Regions from separate parts of the Gossypium hirsutum genome. Here all the other regions are linked to region 1. A link is a contact called in public Hi-C data. All regions are on one chromosome and are shown on one strand. The core of a region is the stretch at or near the end of the contact, and the rest is flanking DNA. Distances in the headings are between cores, read along the strand shown.

Region 1 (5,113 bases), core at 1,079-3,578:
TGGGGATGTTTGTAACAAGAGAAATTTTGTCATTCATTTTGACTCTAATAAGATAAAATAGTTGAACCCATATAATGTTTGGTAACTAACAACTTCATAACTTCATGTTCCAAATAAAGATTAGGTCATCCGTTGATCCCAAAAGAGTGAGCTTGCAGATAACCTTTCAACTTTCTTATTGTTCAGGCGTTTTCTTGACTTGCGACATATTCTAACATAGATAATGGTATAACAATTATAATAATGACGGTGTCAACTGAACTAAAGTTCAATTGGTAAAATTCTTTTTATTTATTTGAAGCTACTTGATTTATGTACAATAAGTGTATGTACTGATTTAGCTTAGGATCTTTTATTATTATGATAGCTACTATTCTATTTTCAGAATGCACCAATTTTATGCATTTCGGGGTACTTTAAAAATGGTATACCGATCTCAAAATATATGTTAAAACGGGTAAAAATTGTAATGTCTGTTGTTAAATTAATATTATATTTAACTATTGTTGGAAAAAAATATTCAAATTAAAAATACGAAAAATAATGCTTTTACGGTTAGAAAGTTGGTTTTTATTACATTTAGATACCTAAAATTTAAAATTAAGTTTTCACCGTTAAAAAATTATAATTTAATCTTTTAAAAATATAATATTTTACATTAACATAAAAATAAAATTACATTATATCTCTCTCAAAAATTTATTATTTAAATCCACCTTCAAAACCTCGATAAACACCCAACTTTACTTTCAAATTAACTTTTCAAGTCAAACATAAAAAAAAAAAAAAGAAAGAAAGAAAAAAACCCAATTTTTAGTTTTTGCAAAAGCTTACTTGGATGAAAAAATTATAAATTAACCCTCTTAATTGCTTAAAAAGTGTTTAGAATCTACATTTAAAATTATTTAAAGCTTATATTTTATATATTTGAATATAATTTAAATTAATTTATTATTTTACCGCTCAACATTATTTATAGCCTACACATTCTAAATTTCTAACAAAAGTTTTCGACACCAATATGAAATACTTGAAATCTTAAATTAAATTAATTTTTTTGTTCACCACAGATTTTCACAATCACATTTCAAAAGCATTGCTTCAAAATCAAAACATAAAAAAAAAAATATAGCATTATTTATAGGGTAAAAAACTAAACAAAAAGTTACGTTTAAATGTTTTCCGCTTTTATAAAAGCTAATTTAGAATAGAGTATTTAAAATGTAGGTAGCTTAAAGGTTTATTTGAAATCTGAGAGGATTTGAATAAAAATATTAAATTTAAAGTATGAGTTTATGCAAAAAATAAATAAACGTTTTAAAAATGAGCCAGAGACTAGAATTCAACCCAACCCAATATAACATGATTATATATATGTTTATTTAATATTTTAAATAGGGAAGGGGTCCACTTACGCCGGTGTAAAACGTAAGTGGTTTTACATTCTCTTGTAACTTTTTATACGATTAATATTCTAATAATTCAACCATTGAATTTATCAGTATATCTGCACTTGGCATGCATGCATATTTTTGAACGATCCGATATCTTTATCATATCGATCTAGAATATTGTCTATATTAATATACATTTAACAGTTGAATTTTTTATACATAAACGAATAGTTAGAAATTTTTAATTTATGCCAAACTTGACATGCATAATCTACATGAAAGGAGAATGAAATATTACAGTCGAATTGTTAAAATATAATTATATAAAAAGTTACGGAAAGATGTAAAACCATTTAAATTTTATATCGATGTAAGTTTATCCCTCCCTTTTAAATATATTATATTTTTATATACATTTATAAATAATAGACCCAAACTCCTGATACCCATATTTTATATCGCCATATCTTCTTAACGATGCAGATTTTGACAAGAGGTATTAGACAGGGTTGCCCTCTATCTCATTATCTTTTTGTCTTGTGTATGGAATGGTTAAGATGTAATATTCGTACTGCTATAAACTCTAGTGATTAGTGTCCTATTCTGCTTTCACGATTGGACTTGCTTTATCTCATGTTTTCTTTGCAGACGACTTAGTTATTTTTTGCAAAGCAGAGTTGGAGCAAGCACAAGTACTTAATAGGATTGTGGAACACTTCTGTGGTTATTCTGGACATAAGATCAATGCCCTAAAAAGTAATATTTTATTTTCTAATGGAACTGGGGATGCCTTAAACAATCAGATTTGTGAGAGATCCTTAGGTTTCAAAAGGTTTAGAATCTTGACTCATATTTGGGGGTGCCTCTTCTCCACGAAAAGGTCACCAATATTACCTTAAGTTTTCTGGTGAAAAAGGTTCGGCATAAATTACAAAGTTGGGATGCTAGACAGTTGTCCTTAGCTGGTAGAGTTACTTTGGTTCAATCTGTCCTTCTCTCAATTCCTAATTATTTTATGCAATTATTAAGGGAACTTGCACAGAAATTGAAAAAATGGCCAGACAGTTTATTTGGGGTTACTCTAGAGGATAGAAAAAGATGGCTTTAGTCGGGTGGAAATCCATCTATTAGCCTTGGTTTTGTGGTGTTCTTGGTCTTCGGTATTTGAGAGATCAAAACACTTCGTTTCTGGTGAAGATTGGGTTCAATTTGGCTTCTAATGATAGTGCTCTTTGGGTCTAAGGCCTTCGTGCTAAGTATGATTGAAAAGAACAACTACTGGATATCATTACTCAAAGTAGATGTTTTTATCTTTGAAAGGGCCCTTTCAAAGGTATGGCTATTATTTCGAGAAATTTTGGCTTGGTCAGTAGGAAATGGTAATAGCATTCATTATTGGAAGGATTCATGGATTCTGACAGTAGGACCTCTGATCATACAAATTCCTACTCACACTAATCTTGCCTTAGATTGCCTTCTCACTAGAATGGTTACACCGAACGAAGCTTGAAATCTTGATCTTTTTTGTGTTTGGTTATCAGAAGATGTCGTTAGATAAATAGTAAGTATTCCTTCCCCCCACTCATCGTTGGGACCGAATAGGATTATTTGGGCTCATACGACGATAGTGTCTTTTTCTGCTTGAAGTGTCTTTTGGTCTTTAAAGGAAAGTACTTGGAATCCTAAAGATGATTTCTGGAAGAACACGCGGAAGTACCAGGGCCTCAGAGAGTCAAATATTTCTTGTGGCTGGTTTCTAAACAAAGATTGCTTACTAATATGAAGCGTACTACGTGAGGAATAGGATATGATAACTTCTGTTCTTTTTGTAGGAACAAAACAGAGGAAATCTTACATGTGCTTCGGGATTGTTCGACAGCGAAACAAGTGTGGATGTAGATTGTCCCTTTGGATCAACAACACATGTTTTTCTCCTAGCCTTTACAGGTTTGGTTAACTTCTAACATTCTTTGTTACAAGATGTTGCTTAGGCGAAGGATAACTTGGTCTTGTCTTTTTGGGTTAATAGCTTGGCATATCTGGAAAAATAGGAATCTATTTATCTTTCAAGGTATCTCTTGGAATGCTCTTGAAATTGTTAAAGTTTCTTATAGTTGCGCTCAACAGTATGAGTTCAGCCATATTGGGTTCAAGCAAAATAATCATCCTACTGGTGTTCGAGCATCCTCGACAGACAATTGGGTACATCTTTTCACTGATGGTGTGGTTGATAGAGGCTCTAGAAGTGTTACTGCTGATGGAGTGCTATGAAAACAAAATGGAAGCTGGATCTTGGGGTACAATCACTATTTGGGAAAGTGCTCAGTTTTCGAGATTGAACTATGGGCATTCTAGATGGCATACTTATTCTACTAGCAAAGGTTTGAACAAAGCCACGATGCAAATCGATAATCTGGAGGTGGTTAGAGCTTTGCCTGATGGTATGTTAGTGGATGTGGGAATTACTGTTATTAGGAGGGTACAATGGATTATGAGAACTGAAGGTCAGTGGCTTATCATGTACATTCCTAGAGAAATTAATCTTGTTGCTGATGGTTTGGCTAAGTTGAGTTTAGAGTGGGAGTCAAGATTATAAGTTTATGAAGACGCCCCTAATGAAGTCTTAGAAGTGTTACAAAAAGATCAAGCCAGTAGGGCTTTTGAACATTTTAATTTGATGTAATTACTTTAGTTTGTTTTATCACAAAAAAAAAGGTAACCCAAACCCATATTATAATTCTTAAAATTTAAAACCTTTAAAGCATGAATTTGACCTAAAAATAAGAGGCATTTTCATGTTCAGCTGTGAGCCTTCATTTTCACCTTTAACTTAAAAGCATGAGATATTTGTTAATTTTCTTTTTTTTTATAATTTTAATCAAAGATTTTAGGTTCAATCAAAATAATTAGTGTACTCGTGAATAGAGGTGAGCTTTCGGTCGAATTGAGTAAAAAAAATTTGAGTTAATATAAAGGTTTTCTTGACATTTCTCTGTCTTGCTTAAGTTGTTCCCCTATTTACATCCTAAATTATTATGATAAATCTGAAAATGACACATATTTTGATCTAATATATAATGTTATGTTGAATTTTGATTTTGTGCAATTATATATATCAAATTTTATTTTGCTTCAAATATATATAAAAAAACTATGATTTTGATTCAATTATATACATTTATAAAAATAAATTAATCTAATTATTTTCATATTTAATAAATATAATAATTCGTGTATGTCACAAGTAAACTTGAAATAGTGTCACACCAGTAATGGTGCTAGCAGTTGAGAAGATTGAACTAAAATAAAAACTTCATGATATAGTTAAACAAAATTAAAGTTCATGTACTATATTACACGTTAAACCAAAATTTATATATAATTCTAAATTCTTATATTTATCCCTAAATTACTAGTTTGAACTTTGAACTATTGTGGAATTCAATAGATTTGTTTGGACCATAATTTGTATGGGTAAAGCCAAGCCGAATAATTTCGAAATAATTCAAGATAGGTTTGGTGAAAATAGCAAACTATTATTTCAAGTTGGATCAAACCTGACCTAAGATAACAATAAAAAATATCATTCTCTAAGCTCAGGATGAACTCAGTTAGACTTATGAACAAATCTCTTTTGAAGCTTAAAATTACTCACTCATTTCTCTTTTTGAAATTTATTTCAAACGTATAAGATTATATGTTTGAAATTTTAAGCTATT
Region 2 (5,113 bases), core at 871-3,370, 220 kb after region 1:
AAGAAAATTACAATAAATACAGTTAACTGCTCTGTCAAATATAATTTAAACAAAAAAATTATTTTTCGCAAAATAAGATTCATTTCCAGTTGAGATCGACTTCTTTACAAAAATAGAAAAAACTTTTTGAACTGATTATCAAGAAGCCTTTCTATTTTTTATGTTTAAAGGGATTAAAAGAAAATAATAAACAATATGGCTTGCAAAGCAATTTACCATATTTAAAAGTTTGCGTCACCCTTAAAGTCCTTTTTTCAATTTCCAATCAAAACGAGAAATTTACAGATTAAGTCCCTGAACACTGTAACAAATGCCTATTTTCAATAATATTAAATAAATATAATATATTTTCATATAAAAGCAATCATTTATAAATATGAGCACCCAACATGAACAACCATGTGATGTTAATACCCATATGTGAATAACCCAATCTGGTCATGGACACCACCAATTCTTCAGGACTTGGACTTGAGGTGAAGAAAACATGTGTAATCTTAATCTATCAAAGCAGGTATCCTTAATGTCAATTGATAAAAAGATCAAACAATCGATTAAAAGAGAAACACTACTTGTCTGCAAGGTTTAAAAAACCAACTAAAACAACAAAACCAAATCCAAAATTGTCTTTGATGCAAACATCGCTTAAAAGCAAAGAAATAAATATCTGCCTCATCATACTATAGATTATGTTATGAAGAATTCAACGCTTCTTAGACACACCAACAGTCTTTCCTCGGCGACCAGTAGTCTTGGTGTGCTGACCACGTACACGAAGGCCCCAGTAGTGCCTCAGACCACGGTGGTTCCTGCATCACAGTTTTACATCGATAGTTAGTTCAGTTTCCGTCCCATGCCCCAGTACCCCATAAAATAACATCGCAAATTGTTCATTTAACAATTTATCATGTATACTAACCAAACCAATATATGCACACACAATGTATTCAAATTTCTAAGCTCTGGTTATTGCAGCTATTTTCTCATATTAATCAACGACAAACATCACCAATACAGCATAAGAACTTTGTAACACAAATTGGCAAAAGCAATTGTTCTTTTAAGGCATCAAATATACAAGGGCAAAAGCTAACTCTAGCACAGATCAACAGGAAAAAAGGAATTAACCTGATCTTCTTCAAGCGCTCCAAGTCATCTCTCAACTTCATGTCGAGAGCATTGGACACAACTTGGGAATACTTTCCATCCTTGTAATCCTTCTGCCTGTTCAAAAACCAATCTGGGATTTTAAACTGCCTCGGGTTCGCCACAATCGTCATGAGATTGTCCAATTCCTGTGCAGTCAGTTCACCAGCCCTAATAACGACAAAAGTAGCACCAAGAACCGAAAGCCATTCAGCAATTTAATTATACCAAAGCCTACACTCTTACTCTACATATATACATAATTCGAACCTGGAAGAAAACTCGATCTAAGTTACATTCGAATCAATGCGAAAACTATTGGGATCGAATCATATATCATTGCCTAAACTTTGTACCATAAATCATCTTATTCAAAATTAAGGACTAGAATGGATATATAAACAGTATTTCATTGTACATGCAAATTTGAAAGATAAAAGCAAACCTCTTGTTCATGTCTACATCGGCTTTCTTGCAAACAATGTTGGCGAAACGCCTTCCGATACCCTTGATGGAGGTCAAAGCAAACATAATCTTCTGCTTTCCATCAACGTTGGTGTTCAGGACACGCAAAATGTGCTGAAAATCTTCGTTGGCCACCAGAGACTACACACATAAAACATTAAAATGAGGTTAAAAGCAACAATCTTTGGGAAGAAAATATAAACCCCAATTCAAATAATATAAGTCCCAGTTTACAAACGCTCATAACAACCCCTTTCCAGTTAGTCGGATCAAGAAACAAAGCATGTTAAAACTACAGGAAGAGATGAAGTAATGAATTGATGAGAAGAGAGTTGTGAATATTGGGGATTCGGATGCAAAAGATGGATTTGTAATTACCATTTTTACGGGAGAAAAAGGAGATTCGGCGGAGAGAAGGGGCTCTGGGTTGACAGATGAGCTTTGAAGTATACCAATGGAGGCCAAGCTATAGACTAGGGTTTCTTCTAACAAATTATATATTGATTGCGGTGGGCTTTTAGGGTTGGGTTTTTGGGCTAAAACCCAAAATCATCTTTTACTTTTGGACAACCAATATAAATATCAATATCCATATCCATAAACTTCAAAACAATAATATTTATTAAAATTATTATAATCTAAATAAGAATAAATAAATTAATTAATTAATTTTTTTAAGTGAATAAGTTTTTAAAATGGTAGTTATTTATTTCTTTTATAAGCAAAAATTTTAGTTATTTAGTATTAAATATAAAAGAAAAAGTTGTACCAAAAATATATATAAAAGAACAAGTATCTAAGTGGTAATTATTCCTTAAAGAGTAATCCCTTAATGACTTATTTGATAAATGTGTTAGAATCAAATTTTAATTTTTTTATAATTATTCTAAAAAAGAATTGATAATTTTAGTACGAAATATAGTTTAGTTAATGCCGTTAAAATTTTAATAGTTTAGTCAAATTTTTTTTTCAAAAGAAAATAATTTAACTAAAATTTGAAAGTTAAAGGACCAAAATGATTCAAAAATAAAAAATAAAAATAAAAATCAAAGTGACAAAATGATTAAATGTTAAGGGCTAAATTTATCGTAATGTAAAAAAAAATTGGGTAGAATGTAATTTTTTTTAAAATCCATTGCCTCCTTTATCATATGACTAAATTTCACCTGACAGGGCCTTCAACAAAGAGACTTAATGTTTGATCAACTAAGTTACCAACAACTAATTTCAAAGCCTTGATGCTCTGATACCAATTACAAAGGGATACGGGAGACAATAGATAATATTATAAATTTACAAAATAAAACTAGTAATAAGGAAAATATTTTTTACAAAGAAAGAGAGATTGTTGATAAAAGTAGATATGAAGAGAGGTTGGCGGATGAGAAGTGTATAGGGAAAGGTTTTCTAACTTCGATGCCTCCTTAGGCTTCCTTCATTTATATTTATAGGAGAATTCTTGAACTCTATTTAATTTTCTTTGAATCCTGCATAGTTTTTCTGATAAGTATGATGTTTCATCATTAATTTGATGATTTTTGCCATGACATGGTTGCTTCCACGTTGCTTCCTTTTTTGTCTAGACATGAATGTTGCTTTCTCATGTTACTTCCTTGATATTTTTATTGGTTTCTTCCAATTGGCTTTTATCCTTTCTGAATATTATCTAGATTCATTTCCTCAATTTCATCTAGATGTAATGAATCAATTGACAGTCTTGGTGAGTTCCAATTTTCCCACGTGTTCTTGATTTCTTCTATTATATGTGATGAAAAATCTTCAATCTCTATGTTAACTATATTTTTTATTTCTATCATCCTGAGTGTATCCAACTCCAATATCATATGCCAATATTCTTCTTCTATCAGTCTAGAGGCTATAAGTTTTTTGTTGAAGTAAATATTGGGCTTTGGTCATTAAATCTATTCCTGCTTAGATCTGATAATAACTGGGATTATTGTAACACTTATCAATATTTTTTGTAAAGTGTTCTTTCTCTTTTTTAGCTGCTGAAAGGTTGAGACCTCCAATCATTTTTTTAATGATTCAAATTTGATATGGTTGATAAAATTTTTCTTTTTTAGCTATACCAATAAGACTGTTGATTTCAAGATGAAAATAATAATAAAATCATCTTCATATACCATACGTAATAACATAGTTTTAACAAATGTAGAAAAATCTTTTAATAAATGGAAAGAAAAATTTTGAACTGTTATTTCTTTAACAAAACCCATTCAATACTGCTTATATCAAATAGTTCATAATCAAGTCTAAACTTTATAGTAGGGAATTTTTCATTTAAATCGTTTGTGAAAACATAAGCTTGTAGAAAATATTCTGAAAAAGCTTTTTGAAATTGTGCTTGCTGGTTGCAAATGGTTCTATTTATTTTTGTAAATATTTCTACAAGCAGAATATACCTAGATTTATTATATAAACATAATCTAAACATTTTATTTATAATCGGATTATTTGTTCCCTTTTTAATAAAATACTGAAATATATCAAGAAGATTGTTTATCTCCTTAATATCTAAAGCTAATTTCTAGTTCTTCCCAATCGCGATATAAAATGGATTTTAATAATAAATTATGAGCTTCTTGTTCTTTAGTTGTTTTTTCAACTAAAAATTGAGAAAGCTTAGTAAGAGCTCTCCTGAAATTAGCTCTTTGCTCAGTAATATGGGTTTTCCATATTTCATTAATAATATTATATAATTCTGATGGTAAGCTTGGATTATAAAAATCTTTTATTTCTTGAATTTTTTGTGTTTTCAACAAATTTTCTGATGCACAAAATTTTTCTGCTCCTTTTATGGTTTCAGCATAACTGGCTTGGTATGCTGAATTTGGATCTTGAGACAAAGGTAATTGACCTACCAGTTGTGGTATAAATGATAATTGAGTTCCAATTGATTGTCTTACCATTGGATATGGGATGTAATATCCTTGATTAGGATAAAAGGATACTTGAGAAGGTATTGTCACAAATCATTGATTAGGATTTATTGATTTGAAAGTGTTCTCTTTGTTGAGCCTTTTATGAACAGTAGTCCATTCACCAACTTTTTCTAGAGGTTGTTTATCTCTATCCATTTGGCCTGCTAAGATAATAAGCAATAATATTGTCAGTTCCTTTTGCATATAAAAATTCAAAATTAAAAGTACATAATTTATTATACTGTCTAATTCTTTTGGGTATAGTTTCTAAACTTTTATTTGTAAGGAAATATTTAACTGTCTGATTATCAGTTTTTATAATCAGGTGCTAAATATATAAGAAAGTTTTTTATTCCTTTCTTTATTACTAATAATTCTTTTTCATATATGATATAATTAATTTCATTTGGTTTAAATTTTCTCGAAATATATCCACATATTAATTCTTCATTATTTATTGTTCTAGCTTTTAAAATACAACCCCAATGATTTTGTGAAGCATTTGTTTCTAAAATTATTTTATCACATTGTTTAAGTAAATAAACTTTTAGAATCTAATT
Region 3 (5,113 bases), core at 857-3,356, 200 kb after region 1:
GACCTTTGCTCTTAACAAAGGAAACATGCAGAATTTACAAGACATCCAGAGTCCTCTTTAGAAATTAAACTTCCAAGTTGAATATAATAACTGTAAACCATGTCTGAGCACATTTGAGAGAGCTGACTCTATCAACGATTTATAATCTGCCGTCAAACTGCCAATACACCCTTCCCTTTTTTAGTTACTATTTTTTAACACTAAAAGAAATTAACATCAAAACTCTGGAAGGCTTCTAAATAAAATGGTTGCATGATTATGGTTAACAAGTTTCCATTCAAGCTTTAAACAACATACATTTAAGCAAACAATACCAATGGTTTCGTTAGCTACACTTTTAAGAAGCCTAAGGAAGTGAAGACTGAAATCTTAACCTAAAAGATGAAAGAAAAACTTCAGTATTTCAATTTCCACACTCCTCCAATTTAACAAATAAGGCAATGCAATAAGAACGCACTGAGCCTAAGAAGGGAAAAGGAAGTTCTTTTGTTGATTTGAAAACCTTTTTTATTATGCATCAATGCCCACCAAAAGATTAGCTCAACTCAACCTCACCATGAGTTTAAACACCATGAAGCAACTGGTTCCACTCTTAGAAATAAGTATAACACAACAACAAATCGACATACTAACCACAACCTTTTTTTTTTTTTTGGTTAATTACAGTTACGTTTCTAAACAAAATTAAGATGCACCACACTGCCTTCAAGCTAAATCACACAAACATACAAATGCAATAATCCGGCTTTTCTAAAGCATGTCTGAACACATTTGAGTGAGGCGACTCCATCAAAGATTAATAATCTTCCGTCAAACTGCCAATACGCCCCTCCCATTTTTTACCCCATTTAATAACACTAAAAAGAGGTAACATCACAACTCTGGAAAGGGTTCTAGAAAAGCTGGATTGATGACTCTGGCTAACAAGTTTTCATTCAAGCTTTAAACAGTATATACTTAAGCAAGCAATATCAATGGTCTTATTAACTTCAGTACTTCAATTTCCAAACTCCTCAGTTTTCACAAATAAGGCAATGCAATAAGAGAGTATTGAACCTAAGAAGGAAAAGGGAAATTCTTTTGTAGACTCGAAAACCATTATTATAAATGTATCAATGCTCACCAAAAGATTAGCTCAACTCGAACCTCACCAAGAGTTTAAACTTACCACACCAACCGGTTCCACTCTTAGAAATAAGTAGAAGATGACAAAAAAAATCAACATATTAACCACAACTTTTTTTTTTGTTAATTACAATTATCATTTAGGTTTTTGAACAAAATTAAAATGCACCAAGTTGCCTTCAAGCTAGAGCACACAAACAAAAAAATGCAATATACCCAGAAACACAAGCAGAACAAAAGCTAATCATATTAACGCAAAACCAGCAAATCCCTAACCGTATCCACATAAAAAATACGTTCTTTTTTTGCAATAATTATTAAATATAAATATATAAATATATATATAGCAGGCTAGATTGATCAAAATCATAACTTTAAACTACCTAAGTAAAACACAAAATCATGATTCAAAAATCGGATACAAAAACCCATCAATATAATATTGCATACGAATAAAGACACAAAATTTTAACGAAAGAGAGAGTACAAGGCTATGGCCTTTTCCGGCTTGAAAGGAGAGTTTCTGCTGGTTCATAGCCTGAGTATAAAGTTGAGACAAAGAGTTAGCAGCGCTGCAAAACGAAGCATACATAGTCCGATCCACCTCATCAAGGCTCGTCGCTATTGACTTCCTTTTCTTCCCCATATTCCTCGATTGGGTTCTGATCGAAAAAGCTTTTAGAAGCTTTTCACGATTGATGAAAAAAGAGAGAATTTTTCCCTTTTTTCTTTCTTTTTTAAATATTTTTTTTCTGGTTATTTTGTATAAGAGAGAAAGGTTGGTTCGTTTTTGGTAACTTTAGTTTGAAGACAAAGAGAGGCTGGAGGGACAGTTTAAACAGTGCGGTTGAACCGCGTAACATAAATGGATACAGCTTTTAATTGACGTTTGGATTTTGAATAATAAAATAAGCACTTTAAAAAGGAGATTCAATGTTTTGGTAATTAGTTCACACCGTCCATATTCCAACGTTTGTACGTGCTTCTTAAATAATCCATATACCTTTATTTTTATTTTAATATTATAACCTTGTTGATGGCTTAATTGAACAAGGTGGAGAATGGACATAATGATGGGGATATGTAATGCATCTCGTTTAGTACAAGGCAAAGGTTCGTTAGATAAGGTGATTGGAGATGGTAGAAGATAAGCGCTTATTGAAGCTGAAATGAGAACAGGTGAGAGAGAGAATGGTTCACCTCCTATCAATCTTTCAAGTGTTGGTCCATGGTCACACTTTTGACTATCATATCATCCATATAGACCTACATATGTCTTTTAATTTGCTTCTTAAAAACATTATTTACCAATTTTTGATAAGTGGCCCTTGTTTTTTTTAGGCCAAAAGATATTATCTTGTAATAGAATAGGTCATCTTTTATAATAATATAGGTTTTCTCTTGATCATTGGAATTTATTTGGATCTGATTGTACTCTGAAAATACATCCATGAAGCTCATGCACCTATGACTAGCGGTTGAATAAACTAACTTATTGATAGACAGTAGGGGAAAGTTATCATTGGGGTATGCTTTGTTGAGGTTGGTGAAGTCCATGCATATTCACCAATTCCTATTGGGTTTATTAACCATCACTACATTTGACACTTAATCTAAATAGACTACATTTCAGATAAAATAGTGGATAGGAGCTTGGTTACTTTAGTTTTGGCCCATTGGATTTTCTTATTCAAAAATTCTCTTTTCTTCTGTTTAATCGATTTTTCCAAGCTGTAACATTCAATGAATGGACAATTACTAAAGGGTCGATGCCTAGCATGTCTATGATGGTCCATATGAAGATATCCACGTTGTTTCTCAATAACCTTGTTAGAGCTATTCTTTCCAATTTGGGGAGACTTGCCACTATTTTGGTTATTTTATCCGCCTCACTCTCAAATAGGGAAAAGTTCTTTATTTTCTCTGTAGATTTTACTTTATATAAGCTCAACTCCAATCCTATGTATAGACTTTCCAACTTCAATGTGATTTTATTTAAGAAATTCACCTAATTGTCAATGTTTATTTGAAGAAGTCTTGTTGTGTCTTTCTTACTCCTCACTCTATTTTTCAATGGGTTCTCTTATTGTGTTAACTACAATGATAAGATGTGGCAATTTTTTTTTGTTGGTTGACCTCTATATGTCAGTTCCTTGAGGGGTTGGGCATTTAGTTGTTACACTAAAGGTAGCTAGAATTAACTTAGCTTTTCTTATTAGTGGCCTTCCAAATATGGCATTGTATGTGAAAGGTTGGTCCACAATTAACAATTCGATGTTAATTATGACTGTGTGCTCCCCATCACTCATAGTTACAAGTAAGATAATATAACACCCCTCACCCGTATCCGACGCTAGGATAGGGTTCGTGGTGCTACTCGACTCAAACTCAACCAACTGTATAAAACTGGGCCGTAAATTTTCAAACAATTTAAAAATTTCTCTTTTCACAAGCAATCTATCTCATATACGGGCTTACGAGGCCTAAAACATACATCCGGGGTGGTTCGAAACCCAACCGAGAACTCATGAAAAACTTAGAAAATCTCATGCATTAAAGCTCCACATGCCCGTGTGGGTATAGAATACACTACTGTGTGCTAGGGGCACGCCTATGTCTCGAACCTGTGTCTGAAAACCTGGGCATTCTGCCAAAACCACACGGCCCAAGCACACACCCGTGCCTTATAACCGTGTCTATTGCCCGTGTACCATTAGCGTGCATACTGACTTTATGACATAGCATGGGCACACGCCCGTGTAGTCTGCCCATGTACTAAAATGACTTTTAAGTTTTAAGTGCAGGGGACGAACGACCATAACACACACCTATGGGCGTGAGCCGTGTGTCATACACGGGTAAGACACACGCCCGTGTGTCTTACCCATGTGGACAAACTAGGCTATTTCCCAAGCCATTTTGTCACATACTTTGCACAACCTACACAAGATCATGTCAATATACAAATTTCATTACAAGGGACACCAATTCATCCATAGAAAGAACATTATATGCATTCATAAAAATGAATAATAGCCATTATTCCAAGCTTGAAACTAAGTGAAGGGGTTTTGACTTAAGCCAAAATACATGAATAATTCTCTTAATACAACATCCTAGTCTAGCCCTATACATGCCACCTTCAAAAAAATATAAATCAAACTATACCAAGTGCTGCGGCTGATAGTGTGATCTATATCTCTAACTCTATGGGACCTTTAAGCTAGTCTGGCGATACTGAAAGAAGAGGGAAAGAAAAGGAGGTAAGCATAAAGCTTAGTAAGTCGCATATAAATAAATATACAACAACAATCTCACAATTTGCCATCATGCTTATAGCTCAAAGGTAAACATAACTTAACTTACTCATTATCATCTACTCGAGTCTCATTTTCTAAATTAAGCTCATTACTCATGCTCATCATATAGGTACCTGTAACACTCATAACATGATCATCCTTTCTTTATCAAGATTGAACTACAACTTTCACCATTGAACCGTTTGGAATACTATTAGATATTCTATGAACCTTCAACATGGGATAAATTGTTGATGCCATGTCCCAGACATGGTCTTACACTAGCTCTCATATATGCATGCTGATTCATGTCCCAGACATGTCTTACACTTGCACAACTCTTAGCCGATGCGTGTCCCAGACATGTCTTACACTGGCTATCTCTGTCGAGGCCGATGCATGTCCCAGACATGTCTTACTTTGGCACTCATCTCTATGCCGATGCCATGTCCCAGGTATGGTCTTACACTGGCTCTCATAATGTAGCCGAAGCATGTCCTAGACATGTCTTACACTGGTGCACAAATCACCCAATGTCTTGGCACGAATATCCAGTTCATATCCTAAGGTTTCAACGGGATATTTCTACTATCTCAAATATTACAAGGCATTCTCAATTTATAACTTAATACAAGTATTAACAGTGTAGTTGTATTATTTACATACAACTTACCTCGGATTACAAAAAG

The links. A called contact is a pair of places that touch in the nucleus more often than the background predicts.
Region 2: a contact with region 1 is called in a Hi-C map of leaf, with 3 times the contacts expected there. The contact joins the promoter of LOC107951611 here to the promoter of LOC107952014 in region 1. A contact is called at or near these places in 6 of 34 Hi-C or Micro-C datasets (callus, hypocotyl and leaf).
Region 3: a contact with region 1 is called in a Hi-C map of hypocotyl, with 3 times the contacts expected there. The contact joins the promoter of LOC107951612 here to the promoter of LOC107952014 in region 1. A contact is called at or near these places in 9 of 34 Hi-C or Micro-C datasets (callus, hypocotyl, leaf and 1 more).

What each region holds. Positions count from the first base shown.
Region 1 is chrA02:10,856,714-10,861,826 of Gossypium_hirsutum_v2.1, reverse strand. LOC107952014 reads left to right here and starts at 2,328. Exons shown (of 3, transcript XR_005911929.1): 1 at 2,328-2,955; 2 at 3,227-3,341; 3 at 3,509-4,284.
Region 2 is chrA02:10,635,179-10,640,291 of Gossypium_hirsutum_v2.1, reverse strand. LOC107951611 (40S ribosomal protein S18) reads right to left here and starts at 2,120. Exons shown (of 4, transcript XM_016886712.2): 1 at 1,990-2,120; 2 at 1,592-1,752; 3 at 1,129-1,317; 4 at 531-809. The coding sequence starts at 1,992. The coding sequence ends at 704.
Region 3 is chrA02:10,657,616-10,662,728 of Gossypium_hirsutum_v2.1, reverse strand. LOC107951612 reads right to left here and starts at 2,106. Exons shown (of 3, transcript XM_016886713.2): 1 at 1,613-2,106. The coding sequence starts at 1,771.